Regions from separate parts of the Mus musculus genome. Here regions 1, 2, 3, 4 and 5 are each linked to region 6. The links are chromatin contacts, called in public Hi-C, HiChIP or PLAC-seq and Micro-C maps. All regions are on one chromosome and are shown on one strand. Each heading gives the region's core, a stretch centred on a gene start, on an enhancer-like site or on the middle of the called end of the contact. The rest is flanking DNA. Distances are from core to core; before and after follow the strand shown.

Region 1 (3,176 bases), core at 568-3,067, 450 kb before region 6:
TCTCTATGGTCTTGTAACTATTACATAGTAGAGCAGGAACTGAACGAATGGCTTCAGAGGGACCTAAGCAGGGAAGTCCTTCTCACCAGTGACTGTTCACTTGTTTCTAAGTTGGGGATTATTATTGTTGGTGAATTTTAACCCAGAACAGTGCAAAAAATGCATGTGGGTTACATGTTACAAAAAATGCAGAGTATGGTACTCACCTTTAATCCCAGACTCAGGGAAGCAGAGGCAGGCGAATCCATATTGTGTTCCAGGCCAGCCAGGAATACATAGAGAAATCCTCACTCAAAAAACCAAAATTATGTTGCAATAGACATCTACTTAAATACAAACTCTTGTATTCCTGAAGGCTTTACTGTCTTTCCCAGTAGATATGGTGTCATAAAATGACAAGACCCAACAAGAAGTGGTTAGAAAAAGATTTCAAAGTTCAAGGCCAAAGTTTGATACTGCCCTCTACACTAAATTCTTTGATAGTCACGTTTTCTCTTAAAGTTATATGCAATTGTTAATTTCTATTCCACAACCAGGTTGCTCATTTACTCATAGGAAACTTGCTGGCCAGGTGTGGGCTACCACCCCTATAATCCCAGCAGTGGGGTGGTGGAGGCAGGCCCACTAGAGTTTCATAGCAAGAGCAGCTTCCAAAGCTTGCTTATCCTAAATCTTTTCTTGTTTTTTTTTTTTTTTTCCCCTGTGTGGGCGTGTCTTGGTTATGTCAAAGATTTGACTATTCTTTAAGAGACTTAATGAAGCTTTAGGAAGGAATTAAGGGGCTAGTTTTCTTCCTTCCTTCCTTCCTGTCTTTCTTTCTTAGATTTATTTATTATATGTAAGTACACTGTAGTTGACCTCAGACACTCCAAAAGAGGGCATCAGATTTCATTACGGATGGTTTTGAGCCACCATGTGGTTGCTGGGATTTGAACTCAGGACCTTTGGAAGAGCAGTCAGTGATCTTAACCGCTGAGCCATCTCTCCAGTCCCGGGGGCTAGTTCTCTTAGCTTGGTAGTTTTAGAGCAAAGACATTGGGGCTGAGGGTTGCCCAGTTGGTTGCATGCATTCACAGTAGCTCTGAGTTTGATCCCTTGCATCGTGTAAAGCAGGAGTGTTGGCATATATCTGAGATTTCAGCGTTTGGGAGGCAGTAGAGAAATCAGAAGTTCAAGGTCATTCTCAGCTACATAAGGAGTTTGGGACCTGGACAAGTCACATGATCTTCTGCCTCAGAAAAACAACCCCCCCAAACAAACAAAATGCCTTTACTGTAAACAGTCCGTTAAATGCAAACATATACCCACGTGATGGAAGGTTCCCTGAAAGTTGTTCTCTGACCACAGCTTGTCATTCCATCTTCAATAGATAAATGTATTAAAAAGTTAAAAAAAATGTCCATTCACTAAGGGTCTGTTAGTTTGAGCCAAAATCAATAGGTCAAACATTAAAAATAAAATAAATCAGTGTAAAGTTTGATGAGAACAGTTGACCTTTGCGGGGCGCATCGAATACACTTCATCCTACCGTGGTGGCAGTAAGAACTTCTGGAAGCGGCTACAGAGCACTGCCCTTGCAGCACGTGCGTGTACTGCAGGAAGGAAGCCACCTGGGAACCCGGCTTAGAGGAAGTCAGCCTCAGATCCCAAATTGGGCGTCTCCCGGCCACGATCGCACGCGCACTCGCCGTCCTACAAGGTAGCAACCCTCCGGTTGCTAGGGCTGTGGTCCTGCACCCAGTGCGCAGCTCCCGCCTCGGGGCGGGGCCGCGGGGAACGCGCGCCTCCGACGTCATCGCCGCGCGCCGCCGCCCGCGCTTCTGCTACTTCGCGGGAGAAGTTGTTGGCGCCAATGGATCCCGAGCCCCGATAACGAATTACCCCAGCCACGGGCCTGCCCACCTGCTCCTGTTCGGTCGTGGGGCTGCGATGGTGAGCCGCCCGGGAGGCCGTGCAGCTACAGAGGCTTTGCAGGCGGGGGTGTGAACGGGGCGCCGCCGCGGTGCGGGATGGGGAGGACGATGCAGAGGGCTCCGAGGGGCCCGGCTTAGGGTGCGGGGCGCACCAGGGACGCAGCTGCAGGGAGGTGGCTGCTACGCGGCAATTTCACATCCCCACCCCCCCGACTCTTGGGGGAAGGGAGGAAGGAAGAAGAAAGTTGATTTGGACGGGGCGTTAAAAGTTACTTTCGTGTACAGCCTTGTCCCAAATCATCTCTGTTGGAGTGCTTCCTAAAGTCCCGACTTCAAGCTTTGCGTGGAAGAATGTCACACTTGGCTTTCGCAGGGAGAAGTTTGCTCGGGCCTTCAGCTTGAATCAGCTTCCTGGAAGCGAGTGTCAGCTGTGACACAAGGAAGTTTATTTGTTTATTTTGTTTAGAATAATTTATAGGAGTTGAGCGGATCCTGGTTTACCAGGAATAAAAACACGGCGAGTACAGACGGATGTTCTGTATTTGACAGCTGTCATCTCTTATCACCTGTTACGATAAGTAGTTTTTTTTTTTTTTAAACCTCAGTTCCAACTTCAATAATTCAATGTAGTGGACATTCAAATAGTTTGAAAGTGAAATTGTTTGAAAGTCCCTGGCATAGGAGACAGATACAAGTTGGAAATAATTTTTAATTTACTGGACCACTGAAGATGTTCAGCTAATCTACAAGATATTTAACAATCACACTTACACACACTTTTATTATTCTTAAGCTTGTCAGAACACCAGCATGCAGGGGAGAAAAGTGTTACACCAAACTGGAAAAAGTTTCAGCTCTCTGTTTTTTATTCTTTGGGGAAAAAAGATAGTGATGGTAGCCACCCAGAGTCGGCCTTTTTATTTTCGGGATAATATGTGAGTTTGCTTTAAATACCGTCTAGAAATTCATCTGAAGTGTTGTTTTGGAAAATATTTATTCTTATTTTAGTTATGTGTATCTGTGTTTGTATATGCACACATAGTTTGTGTATGCACACATATGTTTGAAGGCCCATGGTAGCCAGAAGAGTGTGTCAGATCCTCCAGAGGTGGTGTTACAGGTGGTTTTGAGCTGCTTTCTGTGGGTGTTAGTTCTGGAAGTCAGGGTCTCTGCAAAGAACAATATGCACTCTTAACCACTGAACCATTTGTTCAGCCCCCAAGTCCAATACATTCTTATTTGACTTGTAACGTGTATGTTGTG
Region 2 (2,948 bases), core at 133-2,632, 270 kb before region 6:
GGAGAAGCACTTTAACAGTGGAGTCATCTCCCTAGCCCCAAAGTATAAAGGTTTCTTCGAGCATCGACAGCAATACTTTTATGCTATCTTATGAAGCCCCTGCAGTACGGCCCTCGCCTGTGCCATGACCTTTTCTCCCATCATTCTCCCTGGCATACTCCAGGCCCAGCATTAAAACATCCAGCAGGGGACGTTCTTTGTTCAAAGAGGCCAGGAAGACGCTCAGCAATTGGCGGAAGTGCAGGGAGGGAGCCACAGGGGATCATTCTGAGAAGGCTGGCCACAGTGCAGACAGGGTTCTTGGACAAGCTGAGGGAGGCTGTCTCCCTTTTGGGATCGGATTGTTGGGTTGTTTATAGAAGTCAATGGAAAGGTCTAGGGGAAGGAAACCGCTGACCCAGGAGATAAGGGAGACAATTATTATGTGAGGTTCTGGAAGAAAGAACAGTAACAACAAAACGGGCGGAGTGGGGCTGACACCACGCAAGGGAGGGGGCACGGCAAGGAGGAAGGACAAAGGTCGCCTGGGAACCATTCTGCCGGAAGTGAAGGGAGTTACTACCCATGGGGTTTACCATGGAAAATTCCAGAGCTCTTTTGCTCTCTTTCAAGATGTGGAACAGCAACAGCAGAGATTTAGGAAAAAGTGAAAGAAAGTATCTCACTTAAAAAAAAATCTAACTCGCACTTCCGTAGAGATCGAGTCTTTTTCTAAGCTGATAATTTACCAGCCTGTTCTAGCATTATAAAGGACTGCAGTCGCAGTGGACACTTACTCCTCAGGCTTGTAAAATCAGCATCAGAGCTACTACTGTTGAACCTAAAACCAGACCGTCCGGCTGGCTCCACACCCGGCGCTGTGTTTACTTACCCTACACAGGCTAAGGCTTTTGAGACTGACACCAACTCCCGTTCCATCTTGTATTCTCCCAGAACTACACAGAATCAATCCCTTCTAAACACTAGCTGGTTTAAAAATACTTTTTACTTTGCATAGCCTTTCTTTGTAATATATGGCAATAATGATATTTTATTCATTCAGATTATATACATGTGTGTAAAGTATCAAGATTGTATGGATTTGTTTGATTCTTCACTCCAACCATGACTTTAAAGTGTCCATAAAATAAAATAAAAAATCGCCTTCCATCAAACAAAAATCTTTTTCCATTGATGAATTTTCAAGCTTTTTTTGTTTTTTTTTTTTGTTTTTTGTAGACTTCTGTTATAAACTGGAAAGCCAAAATTTAAGAATCTAAACTAGTAATACAAATATGCATCTATAAGTTTGTGGGTGTGTGTGGAGAGACAGCACAGTGGTTAAGAGCGCCTAGCTTCAATTCCTAGCACCCACAGAATGACTGGGAGCATAGGGAGGGTGCAGGATCTACTGCCCTCTTCTGGCTCCCACAGGCACTGCATGCCTATGGTGCACATTAGACGGGGCTGGAACAGGGCTGAGAGCAGAACCAGGATGAGCTGAGACTGTGTGACTTCTGTCAGGGTTGCAGGCACCACTGCAGGAGGATGGGCAGAGGTCAGGTGTACAGAAAGGCCCCATAACAACTGACAGCCAATAGCACCATGCATGGTCTTCAACCTCTAGGAACAACTGTTCACAGAATCCAAGTTTGTAACTCAAATATTTGTGTTTAGCTTTCATTTCTATATATGTATGTATGTATTCATGAATCTTTTCTTAATTGTTTAAGAGTAAAAATCACAGAAATGATGACCCCGTGGCCCTAAATATTTCAGCAGATCTTCCTCAGAGAAAACGATTCTTTTTAAAAGTCATCTATGTGGAGTGAAGTGTTCTTACTGAGCTAGATCCCTAGCCTAAAGTAGCTAGTTACCTCTTCCTAATCTCATCTGTCTCTATCAGTTGGCACCATGAAAGAAACAGCTTTCCTTTCCATCTGTGTCTCTGTGAACTCACGGAGACTCTGATTTGACGTTAGCTTCTTTTACAGTAATTACTTACTATGATGCTCAAGTTACTTAAACTCAATGGAAACTCCCAACAAGATGTCTTCTCTACCTTTTGATCTGCCTCTTACCATGCCTTGAATATTTTCTGCCACTAAGGTGCTTTCTGGTCTCATCTTTTCCTGTCCTTGTCCCTCAACCAGTCACTTCTCCACCGGGCCTCTTGGTAGTGTTACTGGTTACCCTCTGTTCCTTTAGATCAACGATCTCCCAATACCCTTTGTTGAATCCATCCCTCCAACTGCAAATAACGTTCCAACAGTTGACTTGCGAGGCTTTGTCCGAGGACTCTGCAACATGGGTCGTCTCTCAGGTAATAAATGGTACTTCATTGCTTCCATGATGAGTTTCTGACATTCAATGTCATCCCGGAAAAGTGCATTGTTTTCCATGTCTGCCAGGAACTAGAAGAGAGCAGGGTATACAGACAATGAAGACATGTAAATATACTTTTTAGTTCACTACTGCATTTTGCTGGTCTGTTTATTTCTAGGATTTTACTTCATTTTTGAGACAGGGTCTTACTATGTGGCCCTGGTTGGTCCAGAATCCATGATGTACAGCAGGCTAGCCATGGCCCCCTGATTCTCCTGCTTCAGTATCTCACACAGTGAAATTGCAGGCAGCAATCACCACCATGGGCTCATGAGTGCCCCTGCCTCATGAGTGCAGGGATGAAAGACATTTATCACCCTCCCCTGCCCGGTTTCTGTTGTTTCTGATGTAGGAACTCATATTGGCTTTGAACTCTTATGTGTCCCAGGCTGACTCTGAACTTGGGCTCACAGGTGCTGAGGCTATAGGCAAGAGCTGCCCCAGATTATTGGTGTCTTTACTGCATGCTCTGAAATCTGATATTTTGGTCTCCCTCTCATCAAGTTTCACAGTTTTCTTGGCTATTTGAGGTCTAGTTTTCCATGTTGGTTTAAGACAGAGTCATCTAGTTATCTTTATTTTCT
Region 3 (2,919 bases), core at 420-2,919, 390 kb before region 6:
GAAGAACACGATATTGTGTCCTGCTCAGTGTGTCTCACACACGATAATGATATACCTTGATCAGTTGGTTGAGATCGTGTCTGCGGGTCTCCGTGAGTGAGAAGACTTTCTGCTCTGTAGCTTATAGCTTTGCTGAGTGGATAGTTACCTTATATCTCCAGAAACCTCCGCCCTAACTAGGTAGTTATAATAAGTTCTAGCATTGCTGGAAGGCGTTTAACTGTTTTAGAAATTAAGATATTATTTCCATTTTTTTAAACTCGCTTTTTAAAAAATGTAATTCATACCTGTGCAGTGATCATTAGTATTTAATTAAAAAATTACATTTATTTAGGGGGCTAAAGAAGTGGCTCAGCAGTTAAGAGCATTGGCTCCTCTTTCAGGGAACCCAGGTTCAATTTGCAGCACTCACATGGCAACTGAGTGACACTGTCTGTGACTCCAGCTCCAGGGACCCTACTCATACATGGAGGCAGAACAGCAATGTACATACAATTTAAAAAATTACATTTATTTATTATTGACTACATGTATTTATGTCTGGGTACATGTGAAGGTCAGAGGACATCTTCCTTGAGTTGGTTCTGTCCTTTCACAGTGAGGGTTTTGAGGATTGAAGTTAGGTCAGTAGGCTTGGTGGCAAGTGCCTTTACCCAGTGAGCCATCTTGTTGACCCAGTTACTGCATCTCATTCCAGACTCTGTCATTACCTCCAAAAAGAAATCCTATACTTAATGATAGTCGCTTGTCATACCCTCTGCCTGGTGGCCACTATGCTCTGTTCTAAGGATTTACCTATTTTGGACATTTTGTATAAGTAAAATTTTCTGGTTTTAGCCCTTTTATTTTCTGTAATGGTTTCTAGGCGAACCAAGTTGTATATATTAGTATCCATTCCTTTTTATAGTTAAATAATATTCCATTGGGTGGATCTCAGTCATTTTTTGTTTATGCTGAGTTCCCCAGTGGATGTTTGGGCTCTTCTTTTATGGCTGTAATGCGCATGTGCACCATGTAACACAGCACTGCTGTGACGTTGTATATGTGCGTTTTAGAGGAGACGTTGGTTTTACGTAGTCAAGAAGCTTTAAAGCAAGTTGTTTACCTCATGATCCTGTCTTTATTTTAAAAATGATGACTGTATTGGCTTTCTGGGCGTGTTGTTAATGTTTGTGAAGTTTGGAAAATGGTGACTGCAGACACTGATAGCCCATTGTGACAGCAGCCCAGTCACTTGGCTGTGTCAGTTTGCCTCTGGGGAGTGTGTGGCAGGACAGGAATCTTCTGTGTTTCATCAGGCCTTTTTGATTTCCCCTGCAGATGAAGAAAGAAAAGTCCAAATTGGAGCGAACACCCCAAAAAAATGATCAAGGAAAAAGAAAAATTAGTCCAGCCAAGAAGGAGTCAGAGTCTAAAAAGTGCAAGCTGACTCTCCTAAAGAACAGTCCTATGAAGGCAGTGAAGAAGGAGGCAAGCACGTGCCCAAGGGGCCTGGATGTCAAGGAGACACATGGCAACCGCAGTAGCAACAAAGAGGAATGTCTGCTCTGGGTGGATAAGTACAAGCCCGCCTCACTCAAGAACATAATCGGACAGCAGGGTGACCAGAGCTGTGCCAACAAATTACTACGTTGGCTCAGAAACTGGCACAAGAGTTCTCCTGAAGAGAAAAAACATGGTGATTTCACAACTTTAGTCATTTTCTGTGTGTCTGTCAACATATGTAGTGCTCAGTTGTATTCATGGCCAAAGGCTCATGCATGGTTCATTTGCCTGTCATCAAGTATTTATCGAGGCTTGTTGAGTGCCCAAGTGCTCTAGGCCCTGGTGGTGCTTCTGTGAACAAAGCAGGCCCTTCAGGGGCCCCCAGAGAGTGGGGAGATTATGAGCCAGCTGTTAAAATGCATGTGCCAAGTGCTTTTGTAGGGTAAGTACAGGGAGCTAGCTCTGGGGATGCTGGTGTGTAGTCAAGGAAGAGGGTGTGAGCGCTCAGCCCTGGAGCGACCTTGGAGTCCAGGTAGCAGACAGCTGGGCTAAGGGAGATGGGTGTGGTATTGGGCTGGAGGAACAACCAGTGCCAGTGTCTGAAGGCCTGTGAGAGAGAGAATGCCCAGGGCCCTTAAGGAAACTGGAAGAAGCTGAGGTAAGCACTGGCACAGTGACCTACAGCCTCATTACATTGCCATTTGCTTTTGGTCTGCACTCTCCTCTCTGCTTTGCAAAGCTCTCGGGCAGTTCATAAATGGTTCCTTCTGATCTGGAGTGTCTGAAATATGGTGCATGTTAATGCTCTGGAACTTCTCTTCCCTAGCAGCAAAGTTTGGCAAACTTGCCAGCAAAGATGATGGCTCCAGTTTCAAGGCAGCTCTGCTGTCTGGCCCTCCAGGTGTTGGCAAAACCACTACAGCTTCTCTTGTGTGTCAGGTGGGTGCCCTGTCATAGTGCAGTGATCAGCTCGTGTGTGTGTGTGTGTGTGTGTGTGCGTGTGTGTGTGTCTGTGTTAATCTACAGTGTATATTTTTCTAAAGTCAAACTTTAGAATTTTCTTTGGCTTTAGTGGTGTTTGTCACTTCTTTTTTTTTTTTTTTTTAATGCTATTATTCTGGCTGGGTGTGGTAGTGCATGCCTATAATCCCAGCATTGAGGAAGCAGGTGAATCTCGAGGTTAATTCAAGGCCAGCCTAGTCTACATAGTAAGTTCCAGGACACAAGTCTTTTTAAAAAAAATCTAAAGAAAATTAAAGAAAAAAAAAACAAACCCCACCTTAAACCTGTTATTGAATTGGCTATTATAAAAACATCCATTTTCCCTTATAGGTGGAGGATGTGTTACTAGGCGCTCAGGAGATGCCGTGGCTGCAGGTGGTACAGAGCCCTGTGCACCGTGCCCTGCAGCAGTGCCACTTCATATAGTTAGTC
Region 4 (3,017 bases), core at 123-2,622, 500 kb after region 6:
GCAGGGGTGGCTCTGTGGTGTGGTTACAGAGTGTGAAAAATGCAGTAAAGGGGATACAGCAATTCTGAAACCTCCCCTGGTGCCAGGGACCCTTATGCTTTAACTGCATCACCACTGTGGGACTAGGTGGCCTGGGCTCAGCCTTCATTGGCTCACCTCCGCACGATCCTTCCATCTTTGACCTTGCCCTTTCCAGTGTCTGGCACAGTGCCTAGGCTGTGGTAGTTGCTCAGAAAGGGCTCCCTTCTTTCCTCTCTCCAGCTCCGGGGCATCCTTCATGTTGACATGGGGACAGAATTGGAGTTGAGGCTGATAGGACAATAGGAGATGAGGAGGGAGGGTAAATAATGCATAGCACTGAACCCTCCCCCCCCCCCCACACCCTGGACCAAATACCAGCCTCACAATGCTGATCTTGGCAGGGGGCCCACCATCTACCAGACCCCCCCACCCCCGCAGGCCTCTGGGGTATGGCTAATTAAAGACACGCTTACTCATTTCATTCCCAAGTCACTATTTAAGGAAATAGAACCATGCCATTCCTCTAAGGCCTCTGACCTTAGATACTAGAGGCAAACAATGCCGGGGCTTGTCCAAGTGGCCATAAATGCAGAGCTGTTCAAAGAGCAATTGAGGGCCAGAAAGGGAGGACAGCACAGGCCACACAGCTGGGCCAGCTGCTGGATGGTCCCCTCCTTCCATTCTCCCCACTCTCTCCTCTTCCCCATCCCCTGCAGAAGCTAGTGGCAACCCTCCCACCCTGACACCCCCTCCCTACCACCTCCTCACAGTTAGCTCCTGGTTTTCTGAGCTCATTCAGACTCCTAGCTGACTCAGAGAAGCCTTAGTGATCTCCATGGATTTCAAGCAGGAGCAACTTGCAGCCTCTGGGATTTTTCAGGGTTTTTTGAGACTAAAGAAAAACATGGCTTTTGTATCTGTGTGTCGTGTATGTGCACATGTATGTTCATGTGTACATGTCTATCTATGCATGTAGGCAGAAGTCAGATAAGGACACCTGGGATCTTGTCCCATTACTCTCCTTTTTATTCCTCCTAGACAGGGTCTCTGAACCTGTGTCTGGACTGATGTATTGAGGATTGGTTCTAATGCTTTGATTTAATCAGGAATCTGTGTGTCCAAATGCTGAAGGACCTTGTCCCCAATTGGTTTTTGATTGATCAATAAAGATGCTAGCAGTCAATGGTTGGGCAAAAGGAGATGGACCGGGACACTTAGATTTGCGAGGGCTTGGGATAGAGAAGTGGAGACAGAGGATTGCCTGAGATGGCTTGAGATGAGTTGAGAGATGGCTCAGATTTAGAGCTGTGGCAGAGAGAGCCTCTGAGCAGTGTAAGAATTCTGGTAAGTGGCCACTGCCCACTTCCCTATTGGGCCTGGGGTAGCAGGCAAAGGCTTAGCACTGCCTAACCTTTGAGCTAATCACAGCATTTCAAAAACAAGCTAGTGTGTGTGTATCTTTCATTCGCCAATGAAAGAGTCCCTTGGTGGGTGACTGGAAGTGTGTGACCGGCCGGGAGCACAAAGTGGAATGGTATGTCTCTGCTTCTCCACCAGCCCCCTTCTCAGCATTGGGGTTAGAGGTGCACATAGAGCCATGCCTGGCTTTTTATGTGCATCATGGGATCCAATTCTGGTCTTTTAACGCTCTTGCTTATGGAGTCATGTGTTCAGTCCCCAAACACAAACTTTAATCAACACACTCTTGGCTGGGATCTGCCTATGTCAGATGTGGTATTGAGAAGGGAAGGGCAGAGAATGCAAAGCTTTCGATAGACTGTAGTGATCACTCAATAAAGGGCCTCCAGAGACTGCTCTCTGCTTCCTGCAGATGGAGCCTCTTGAGAACTTCCTCTGACAGCCATGAGCTCTGCAACTCCCTCCCTGCTGTGATGAGCTGAAACCTCTGAACCCGAGAACCAACATAAACTCTCCTCCACCATCTCTCTCCTCCACCATCTCTCTCCTCCACCATCTCTCTCCTCTACCATTTCTGTTGGAGATAGTGGTCAGAGTGATATTCAAGTAACAAACACAGAAAACAGATAGCAGAGAAGTAGGGTGACTTCTATGAACACCCCAAAGTCATCCTGCTTAGACTTTGGCAGATGATTTGTGGAAGGAATTTGGAAGTTTGGGGCAGTGGACTGGAGAAGCCCTGACATGCTGTGAATGTAATGGATGATTCTGGTCCAAATGTAGAAGACCCAGAATGCTGACAGAAACACGGATGGCAAAGGACAGGCTCAGAGGCTCCAGACAAGGACAGGGATTGTATAGGGAATTAGATCTCAAGTCATTTCTATTATATCTCCAGAAGGAATTTGTCTGTATTCTTTAAGGTCTTTAAATTTTGAAGTGAAGCTGGGTTTTTCTGTTGTTTTGTTTCCAAGGCAGGGTTTGTCTGTGTAGCCCCCACTGTTCTGGAACTCACTTTGCAGGTCAGGTTGGCCTCGAACTCAGAGATCTGCCTGCCTCTGCCTCCTGAGTGCTGGGACTAAAGGTGTGCACCACCAATCCAGCTTTGAAGCTGGTTTTTAAAAGAGTGAGCCAATTTATTTGGTTGAAAAAATTCCAAGTCTTCACAGCATTCAGGCTGGTACAGGGCCATTTTTGGCTGCTTTTAGTCAGGAAACTCCGAGCAGGAAAATTTGGGAAAACATGCAGTTTGAGAGAGAAAAACAAAAAACACAAAACACAAACTTACCTAAAGTTGGAGGTAAAACCAGTATAGACAAAGCAGCTAATCTGTTAAACAGATTAGCATCCTTCAAGAAGCTGCTTGCAGCACTAGGAAATGGGAGTGGAAGTGAGACCCCGCCCTGCTCTACGGTGTGAAAGTACAGACTCATTGAAAGAATTTCCTTTGTAAGAGAGAATGAAAAACATGCCTTCCTAAACAGGGTCTTCCAGAACTGATACACATGTACACACAGAGACTGTAACAATACAAACAAGACCTGCATAGTTACAAATCAGACAAGAGCCCAGGATGG
Region 5 (3,286 bases), core at 592-3,091, 510 kb before region 6:
CTGATCTAGAAGCTGTTTGATAAGCATTTTTGAAGACTACGCTGTACACCAGTCTTCTGTTATTATTTGTTTACTGTGTTGCTAGGAATCTGGCATCCAGAGCCTTCTGCCTGCCAGGCAACCTTACGTCATTAAAAAACAATTAAGATAAAGGAATCATAGGCTACATGCAAACAAGTTTGAGCCGGATGTGGAGGTGCACACCTTTAATCCCAGCACCTGGGAGGCAGAGGCAGGCGGATCTCAGTTCTGAGTTTGAGGCCAGTCTGGCCTACATAGAGAGTTCCAGGTTAGCCAAGAACAAATAGTGAGTCCCCATCTCAAACAAACAAACAAAAGAGTAAGTTAGATGATCAATACCCATTAACAATTAAAACTATATGAAGGCATAAATCAATAAAGTAAGCCAGGTGGTGGTTGTGCACACTTTTAATTGCAGCACTCAGGAGGAAGAGGAAAATGGATCTCTGAGTTTGAGGCCAGCTTGGTCTACAGAGAGAAGTCTAGGGCAGTTAGGGCTACATAGGGAAACCATCTCCAAAAACCCAAATAAATAAAATAACTATCAAGAGAAAAACCTATACTTTCTCAATTAGATGCTAGATATAAAATGGGATATGGCAGCATAAAATGGTCATTTTGGAAAGGATGAAGAAATGGCCAAAGGGTACAGAAAAACCTACAAGGCTTGATTAAAAAAGAAAAAAAAAAAAAAAAAAAAAAAAAAAAAAGCACAATGCCAGGCAGTGCATCTTTAATCCCAGCACTTGGGAGGCAGAGGCAGGTGGATTTCTGAGTTCGAGGCCAGCCTGGTCTACAGAGTGAGTTCCAGGACAGCCAGGGCTACACAGAGAAACCCTGTCTCAAAAAATCAAAACCAAAACAAACAAACAAACAAACAAAACCAAACAATGCACAAAGTCAAAGTGGAATCTAATGTTCAATTACCTTTCTCCTTTCTGGCGCTTTAAGTTTCCTTTATATTCATCCCATGTACTCTTGTCTGCAAGATCACCAGATACAAAATCTTGAAGGTCTGGTCCATTATGCAAAAATTCCTTTTTCTTATCTGGCAAAGAACTTAATGCTCTAACCGTGAACGCATATCTTCCAAATATCTACAAAAAGGGTTCAGTACAACATTCACTCAGTAGACTCTGAAATAATTTAGTTTTAACCCATTATAATACCAAAGCTAAAGAAATTGATTCAGAAATTATGTAAAACGATTTAAGAGCTCAAACTACGTAGATCAGAACCTGAAAAAGACTCAAGGTGAAAGAACCGTAAGTCACGGCGGCTCAAACACGTAATGCAGCTCTCAGAGGAGGCAGAGTGAGGAGTCGTCTTTGGTCTAAGAATTTAGTTTCAGGCCAGCCTAGATTACAGAGACCCTGATGCACGCTCAGCCATGACAAATGGGGGAAAAAAGTGGGACGCAGATCAAAGTTAACCGCTAAATATAGGTTAGAAAACCTTAGTGGGTGACTTAACATGCCACGTTTTCATGTCTTCTATTCCTAAAACAGGTACTAAAATATGTTGTCAACAAGTTTGCAATAATTAAGATATGCCACAGCTGTCGGGGCTTTTAAAAAAAGGATATCTGGAACAATTTCCCTAGTTTTGAACTTAGGATAAGCAATGGCGTTCCCGCCGCTCACCCGGGACCCCAGGCTGCGAGCTGTATCCCAGCAGCGTAGAGCCATCCCCCTCTTTTAGGTCTCAGGAGTGTCAAGGGATCGAGGGAACAGCACCCCCGGCACCGGACGCGTCCAACAACTCGTCGCTTGAGTCATGACGCGATACGTCGTCGCCGACCGGCGCGACTCGACTAGCTCGGCAATCGAGTAGTTCCGCCTTAAAGCCGTCGCTCGGGTCGTGACGCGACACGCAGGGCCCTGACGGATTACAAGAACGTGATGACGAAAGACGTTCTCTCTTTGCCCCATCTACTGCGAGGTGAGGAGCTTAGGGACCGGGTGCCCCGGGAATCTGAACCCATCCTCTGTTTGGGGACCCCGGCGGCATGGAGCCGATGCCCCAAGGCTTTGTCCCGACTGTCCCCCAGCACGACGTGCGTCCTTGGGACTTGGTGGCGCGAGCTGGAAGTGGCGTTCGGGCTTTCAGGCCCATCTCGGTCGTAGCCCTTCCGCCATGGCGCACCGAGCCGGGCTTCCTTACTCTTCTCCGGGGCCCCCGGTCCAGTCCTTGTCCCGGACACACCTGGGTCCTTGTTGCCGGCTTTCGTAGCTGGCGATTCCCGTTGGGAGCGGAACGCTGCCGGGTCTCGGGTGTAGAGCGTCCCCCGCCCCAGCCGTCTCACCCGGGTGTCTGTGTTTCAGGATGAAGACCATTCTCAGCAATCAGACTGTGGACATTCCAGAGAATGGTGAGTAGATGGCTCCCCGCCGGCCGCTGACGGCTTTCCTGCATGCTCTAAACCCCGGCCTATGGTCTCACCAGTTCACTTTCTCGTTTAGTCGAAATCACTCTGAAGGGGCGCACAGTCATTGTGAAGGGCCCCAGGGGGACTCTGCGGAGGGACTTCAATCACATCAACGTGGAGCTGAGTCTTCTTGGGAAGAAGAAGAAAAGGGTAAGAACTTGTGTCTTCCGATGCTTCGGGTGCTTGCTTGTAACAAAACCCGGTAACCGATGTTAATCCCCCACCCCATGCGTGGCCGAGTGGGTTACTCGGACTCAGTTCTTTTATGAGTGAACTTGGGTGTGTGTGTGTCGTCCCTCTGGTGTCCTGTGCGTGTGACATACGGTGCATTTGTACATGGCTTTGCGTGCTAGTACTCGCCAGCTAAAAGTGCTGTGTTTTAATTCTAAAGTTGTTGTGTTTCAGCTCCGGGTTGACAAATGGTGGGGTAACAGAAAGGAACTGGCCACCGTCAGGACCATCTGCAGTCATGTTCAGAACATGATCAAGGGTGTCACGCTGGTAAGTCAGCCCTCCACTCTGCCCTTTAACCCTTTGGAAGAGGTTCCTTGGGTGTGTATAAATGTCTAGGGCCAGGATGGACTGTACTTCTACAAAGGAGGCACTTTCAGATATTGGGGGTGGGTTAGCACAGATCAGACCCAGGAATTTGCTGGGCAGGCTCCTTTACTTCTGTTTCAGGGGTTTTGTTTGTTGGTAGATACATATAGTGGAGATTGCTGGCTGGTATGTTTGGGACTCAATGGATAGAAAAGACAGCCAGAGTTATACTCTGTCTCAAAAAAACAAACAAAAAGATCTGACTTGTGCATCTCTGAAGTTACTGTTCTAGATCCT
Region 6 (2,876 bases), core at 32-2,531:
TTATTATATTTATTTATTTTTATTTTATTTTATTTTATTTTATTTCTTCTTCCCTCTCCCTCTTTCTCTGGCCCTGCTCTCTCTGGGCCCGCGCTCTCCAGCCCATAGAGTTTTTTAAAATTTGTTTCTCATTACGAATGGTTGTGAGCCATCATGTGGTTGGTTGCTGGGATTTGAACTCATGACCTCTGGAAGAGCAGTCAGTGCTCTTAACCGCTGAGCCATCTCACCAGCCCTAATGTTGAATTTATAATTAATGATTATATTGTCTGCAATTTTCATGCAATAAAATTCAGCCATCATATTTTGATGGGAATCCTATAATATGTTGAATAACAAAACAAAAACTTGTGAATACTGCACATGGGTGTGCTGGGGCCGGTCTGCCGCGAGATGCTCGTGTACAGAGCTCTCCTCACCGTCCAGGGAGAACAGGGAGGGCATACCATATCCTTAGCTCCAGATGCCCTGCTTTTACCCAGTCTGACCAACCCTGAAACCACTTTCCCACCCCCACCCCTTCACGTGTCAGCTCATGCATACAGTTAGAGAGAAGTCAAGAACACCCAGATAAAAGCCCAGGTTTTACTTCCCCGTGTGTGCACAGCGAGAACTGTCTGCTGTAGGCTTTATGCAAATTGGGGGGGGGGGAGAAGACAGAGGAGAACATTACCCCCAGTGTTAATTTACTCTAGGCCTCCAAGAAGTAGGAGCCGTGGCCTTTTGAGTAAGGAGCCGGACGAAGGTTAAACTAGACCGATAAATAGCCAAGAGCCAGCTATTCATATAACTTTGTTTTAAACTATGTTAAGGAAACAAAATGGGAAGAAATGATATGGGAGCTGGGCATGGAACCCAGGGGCTAGACTGTCTAGGATTTGAGAAGGGCTGTGTTTTATCGCCAGCAGCACACGACCAAGCACGGTGGCACACGACTATAATTCCAGGACTTAGGAGAGGAGAGTCAGGAGTATCAGAAGTTCAGGGGCATCCTCAGCTACACAGGAAGTTGAGGGAGGGGGAGGGGAAGGGGAGGGGGAGGGGGGAGAGAAGGAAGGGGGAGGGGGGGAGTGAGAGGGGGAGGGGGAGAGGCAGGAAGGGGGAGGGGAGGGGGAGAGGGGGAGGAGAAGGGGAAGGGGAGGGAGAGGGAGGGGGTGGGAGAGAAAAACCAAATCTAGAAAATAGAAAGTCAGAGTCTGCCAGAGAAGAATAGCAGGAACCATTGATAACAACCTCCTCTCCCTCCTACACACTCCTGTGTCTGCCAAGAAGCAAGGGCCTGCCTGGAGTCAAAGGGCCCTAGTGGACAAGAAGTGGTTTCACTTCACGTGCTATTCCCTGAGAGCCCTTCTCACTTGGGAAAGCAGAAGTTCATGTATTAAAATAGAACGATTGTGCATGTAAGAATAATGCCATCAGCAAAGCGGCTCTTCCTGCTCTAACATTCAGTCATACGGTCTGTGGCTAGCTCTTTCCAGTATGGACTCTGCTGGCATCTCTAGCTTAGCTTTTGACAGGAGAATTTAGGAGTGCTAGCTGAAAAACCTGGCATTGTTTACTGTAAACCCTGTACTGAATTCTCAAATAAATCCTTTGTGCCAGAAAGGTCTAAGAAGGACCCTGCGCTCTGCACAGCTCACCCTGACCAGAGCACCTGCTCAGCTGGTCAGTGCTGGGGTGGCAGTGGGGCGCAGTGTGTGCTGCAACAGGTCTTGGGGATTGGACCGCCCAGGTTTCCTTATCTCTCCCTCTTCCTCCTCCTCCCCCCCCCCCCCCATTGCCTCTTAAAGACAGAGAGCATAGTCCTTTCCCCATCAATTTAGTTTTCCCTCCTTTCCGATCAGGTGTAACAGTAGAGAAATTAAAACTAAACTGGCCTAGAACCAGGGATGGAGTTAATAAAAGATGCTAATCTGAGAGCCTGTTAGAAACACAGCATTTCAGGCTCAACCCAGACCTACAGAACCAGAGCTTTCCTTTCAGCAAGATTGCTCTACTTGCCAGTACACAACAGTTCCAGGAACCCTGGGGGAAAGAAAGCTTTAAAAGAACCTAGGGTTTTTTTTCGGGGGGGGGGGGGGGGGGTTTCCTCTGTGAAATTTTGGATTACAGTGCCATCTTGTGGTCACATCAGTAGTTACACTTGTTCGTTGAAGAGGATGAGCTACCAGAACAACTCAGTAAAGGTCAAAAGGAAAAAAATGAGCAGTAGTCAGAGGTCTGCCATTGCGGTCTCTTTCCACACAGTGTCCATTGAAAATACACAGTTCTTCTCCCAACGGTGCCCTCTCCCCTAATTCAGAAGAGCTGCCGGTGGATCTAGGGGTTTTCTTCATCAGAAGTGGTAGCACACATTCAGGAATTTCGTCCCACTTACACCTTCATGTTTCTAAAACTAAATTATCCTAGAGGGTTAAAAGATCACTGGGTCTACTGAATGAGTTCCAGGACAGCCAGGGCTACTAAGAGAAACCCTGTTTTGAAAAAACCAGAAAACAAAACAAAACAAACAGAGATTATCTAGACAGTGATCCCTCTTTAAGGGTGAGGACTGCTTTCATTTTTTAAATATTTATTTATTTATTTTGTGTGTGTGTGAATGCTGTAGAAACGCCAGAAAGGGGCATTAGTTTTCATTATTGGTGGTTGTGAGCCACCATGTGGTTACTGGGATTTGAACTCAGGACCTGTGGAAGAGCAGTCAATGCTATTAACCGCTGAGCCATCTCTCCAGCCAAGGACTGCTTCATTATTAGAGCTGGCTTTTACTGGGCACCAGCTATGTATCGTGTGCTGTCTAAACTGCTGGTGGATTTACCTATTTGGCCTTCACAGTTCAGCGAGTCAGCCCAGCACGGTGGTACTCACCTGTAGTC

The links. Hi-C and Micro-C count contacts between places; a contact is called where the count stands out from the background. HiChIP or PLAC-seq counts read pairs in DNA pulled down with a chosen protein or histone mark.
Region 1: an H3K4me3 HiChIP or PLAC-seq map of pro-B cells shows a contact between it and region 6, with 2.9 times the contacts expected there. The contact joins the promoter of Rfc1 here to the enhancer-like site in region 6. A contact is called at or near these places in 4 of 39 promoter capture datasets (the C10 cell line, cranial neural crest and hippocampal neurons), 1 of 15 datasets of contacts at CTCF or cohesin (large pre-B cells), 1 of 484 Hi-C or Micro-C datasets (Th1 cells) and 5 of 115 datasets of contacts at active chromatin or transcription factors (bone marrow-derived macrophages, large pre-B cells, memory CD8 T cells and 2 more).
Region 2: a contact with region 6 is called in an H3K27ac HiChIP or PLAC-seq map of heart atrium, with 8 times the contacts expected there. The contact joins two enhancer-like sites. A contact is called at or near these places in 2 of 15 datasets of contacts at CTCF or cohesin (embryonic stem cells and large pre-B cells), 7 of 484 Hi-C or Micro-C datasets (the HL-1 cell line, adipose-derived mesenchymal stem cells, cerebellum and 2 more), 3 of 115 datasets of contacts at active chromatin or transcription factors (bone marrow-derived macrophages, embryonic stem cells and heart atrium) and 1 of 9 other capture datasets (embryonic stem cells).
Region 3: a Micro-C map of brown adipocytes shows a contact between it and region 6, with 4 times the contacts expected there. The contact joins two enhancer-like sites. A contact is called at or near these places in 2 of 15 datasets of contacts at CTCF or cohesin (large pre-B cells and pro-B cells) and 5 of 484 Hi-C or Micro-C datasets (B cells, CD4 T cells, brown adipocytes and 1 more).
Region 4: a Hi-C map of the STO cell line shows a contact between it and region 6, with 2.2 times the contacts expected there. The contact joins two enhancer-like sites. A contact is called at or near these places in 4 of 39 promoter capture datasets (the 3T3-L1 cell line, the C10 cell line, embryonic stem cells and 1 more), 2 of 15 datasets of contacts at CTCF or cohesin (the G1E-ER4 cell line and embryonic stem cells), 49 of 484 Hi-C or Micro-C datasets (the 3T3-L1 cell line, the AML12 cell line, B cells and 28 more), 15 of 115 datasets of contacts at active chromatin or transcription factors (the NIH/3T3 cell line, bone marrow-derived macrophages, craniofacial prominence and 8 more) and 2 of 9 other capture datasets (liver and macrophages).
Region 5: a contact with region 6 is called in a Hi-C map of cortical neurons, with 9 times the contacts expected there. The contact joins the promoter of Lias here to the enhancer-like site in region 6. A contact is called at or near these places in 3 of 39 promoter capture datasets (hippocampal neurons, liver and pre-B cells), 14 of 484 Hi-C or Micro-C datasets (B cells, the N1E-115 cell line, Th1 cells and 10 more), 7 of 115 datasets of contacts at active chromatin or transcription factors (astrocytes, bone marrow-derived macrophages, embryonic forebrain and 4 more) and 1 of 9 other capture datasets (liver).

Annotation. Positions count from the first base shown.
Region 1 is chr5:65,334,280-65,337,455 of GRCm38.p6, reverse strand. Rfc1 (replication factor C (activator 1) 1) reads left to right here and starts at 1,817. Exons shown (of 25, transcript NM_001347357.1): 1 at 1,817-1,932. The coding sequence starts at 1,930.
Region 2 is chr5:65,155,500-65,158,447 of GRCm38.p6, reverse strand. Klhl5 (kelch-like 5) reads right to left here. Exons shown (of 11, transcript NM_175174.4): 6 at 2,207-2,393. Among named protein-coding and RNA genes, the nearest start is that of Klhl5, 26 kb to the right of the region's middle. Within about 2 kb of position 1,382, at least 37 of the 459 cell types and tissues checked have an H3K27ac peak or open chromatin away from gene starts, as enhancers often do. A contact at or near this core is called in heart atrium, where this site is marked.
Region 3 is chr5:65,278,216-65,281,134 of GRCm38.p6, reverse strand. It overlaps Rfc1 (replication factor C (activator 1) 1), which reads left to right. Exons shown (of 25, transcript NM_001347357.1): 13 at 1,321-1,678; 14 at 2,312-2,424. Among named protein-coding and RNA genes, the nearest start is that of Rfc1, 56 kb to the left of the region's middle. Within about 2 kb of position 1,669, at least 31 of the 459 cell types and tissues checked have an H3K27ac peak or open chromatin away from gene starts, as enhancers often do. A contact at or near this core is called in brown adipocytes, where this site is marked.
Region 4 is chr5:64,387,021-64,390,037 of GRCm38.p6, reverse strand. Gm43837 (a long non-coding RNA gene) reads right to left here. Exons shown (of 3, transcript XR_003955925.1): 3 at 163-309. Among named protein-coding and RNA genes, the nearest start is that of Gm43837, 11 kb to the right of the region's middle. Within about 2 kb of position 1,372, at least 112 of the 459 cell types and tissues checked have an H3K27ac peak or open chromatin away from gene starts, as enhancers often do. A contact at or near this core is called in B cells, the C2C12 cell line, CD8 T cells and 6 more, where this site is marked.
Region 5 is chr5:65,390,052-65,393,337 of GRCm38.p6, reverse strand. Lias (lipoic acid synthetase) reads right to left here and starts at 1,841. Exons shown (of 11, transcript NM_024471.5): 1 at 1,665-1,841; 2 at 949-1,118. The coding sequence starts at 1,709. Rpl9 (ribosomal protein L9) reads left to right here and starts at 1,907. Exons shown (of 8, transcript NM_011292.2): 1 at 1,907-1,962; 2 at 2,346-2,392; 3 at 2,484-2,599; 4 at 2,855-2,950. The coding sequence starts at 2,347.
Region 6 is chr5:64,882,901-64,885,776 of GRCm38.p6, reverse strand. The region is part of intron 3 of Gm31889 (a long non-coding RNA gene); the gene reads right to left. Among named protein-coding and RNA genes, the nearest start is that of Gm31889, 4.8 kb to the right of the region's middle. Within about 2 kb of position 1,281, at least 181 of the 459 cell types and tissues checked have an H3K27ac peak or open chromatin away from gene starts, as enhancers often do. A contact at or near this core is called in B cells, the C2C12 cell line, CD8 T cells and 20 more, where this site is marked.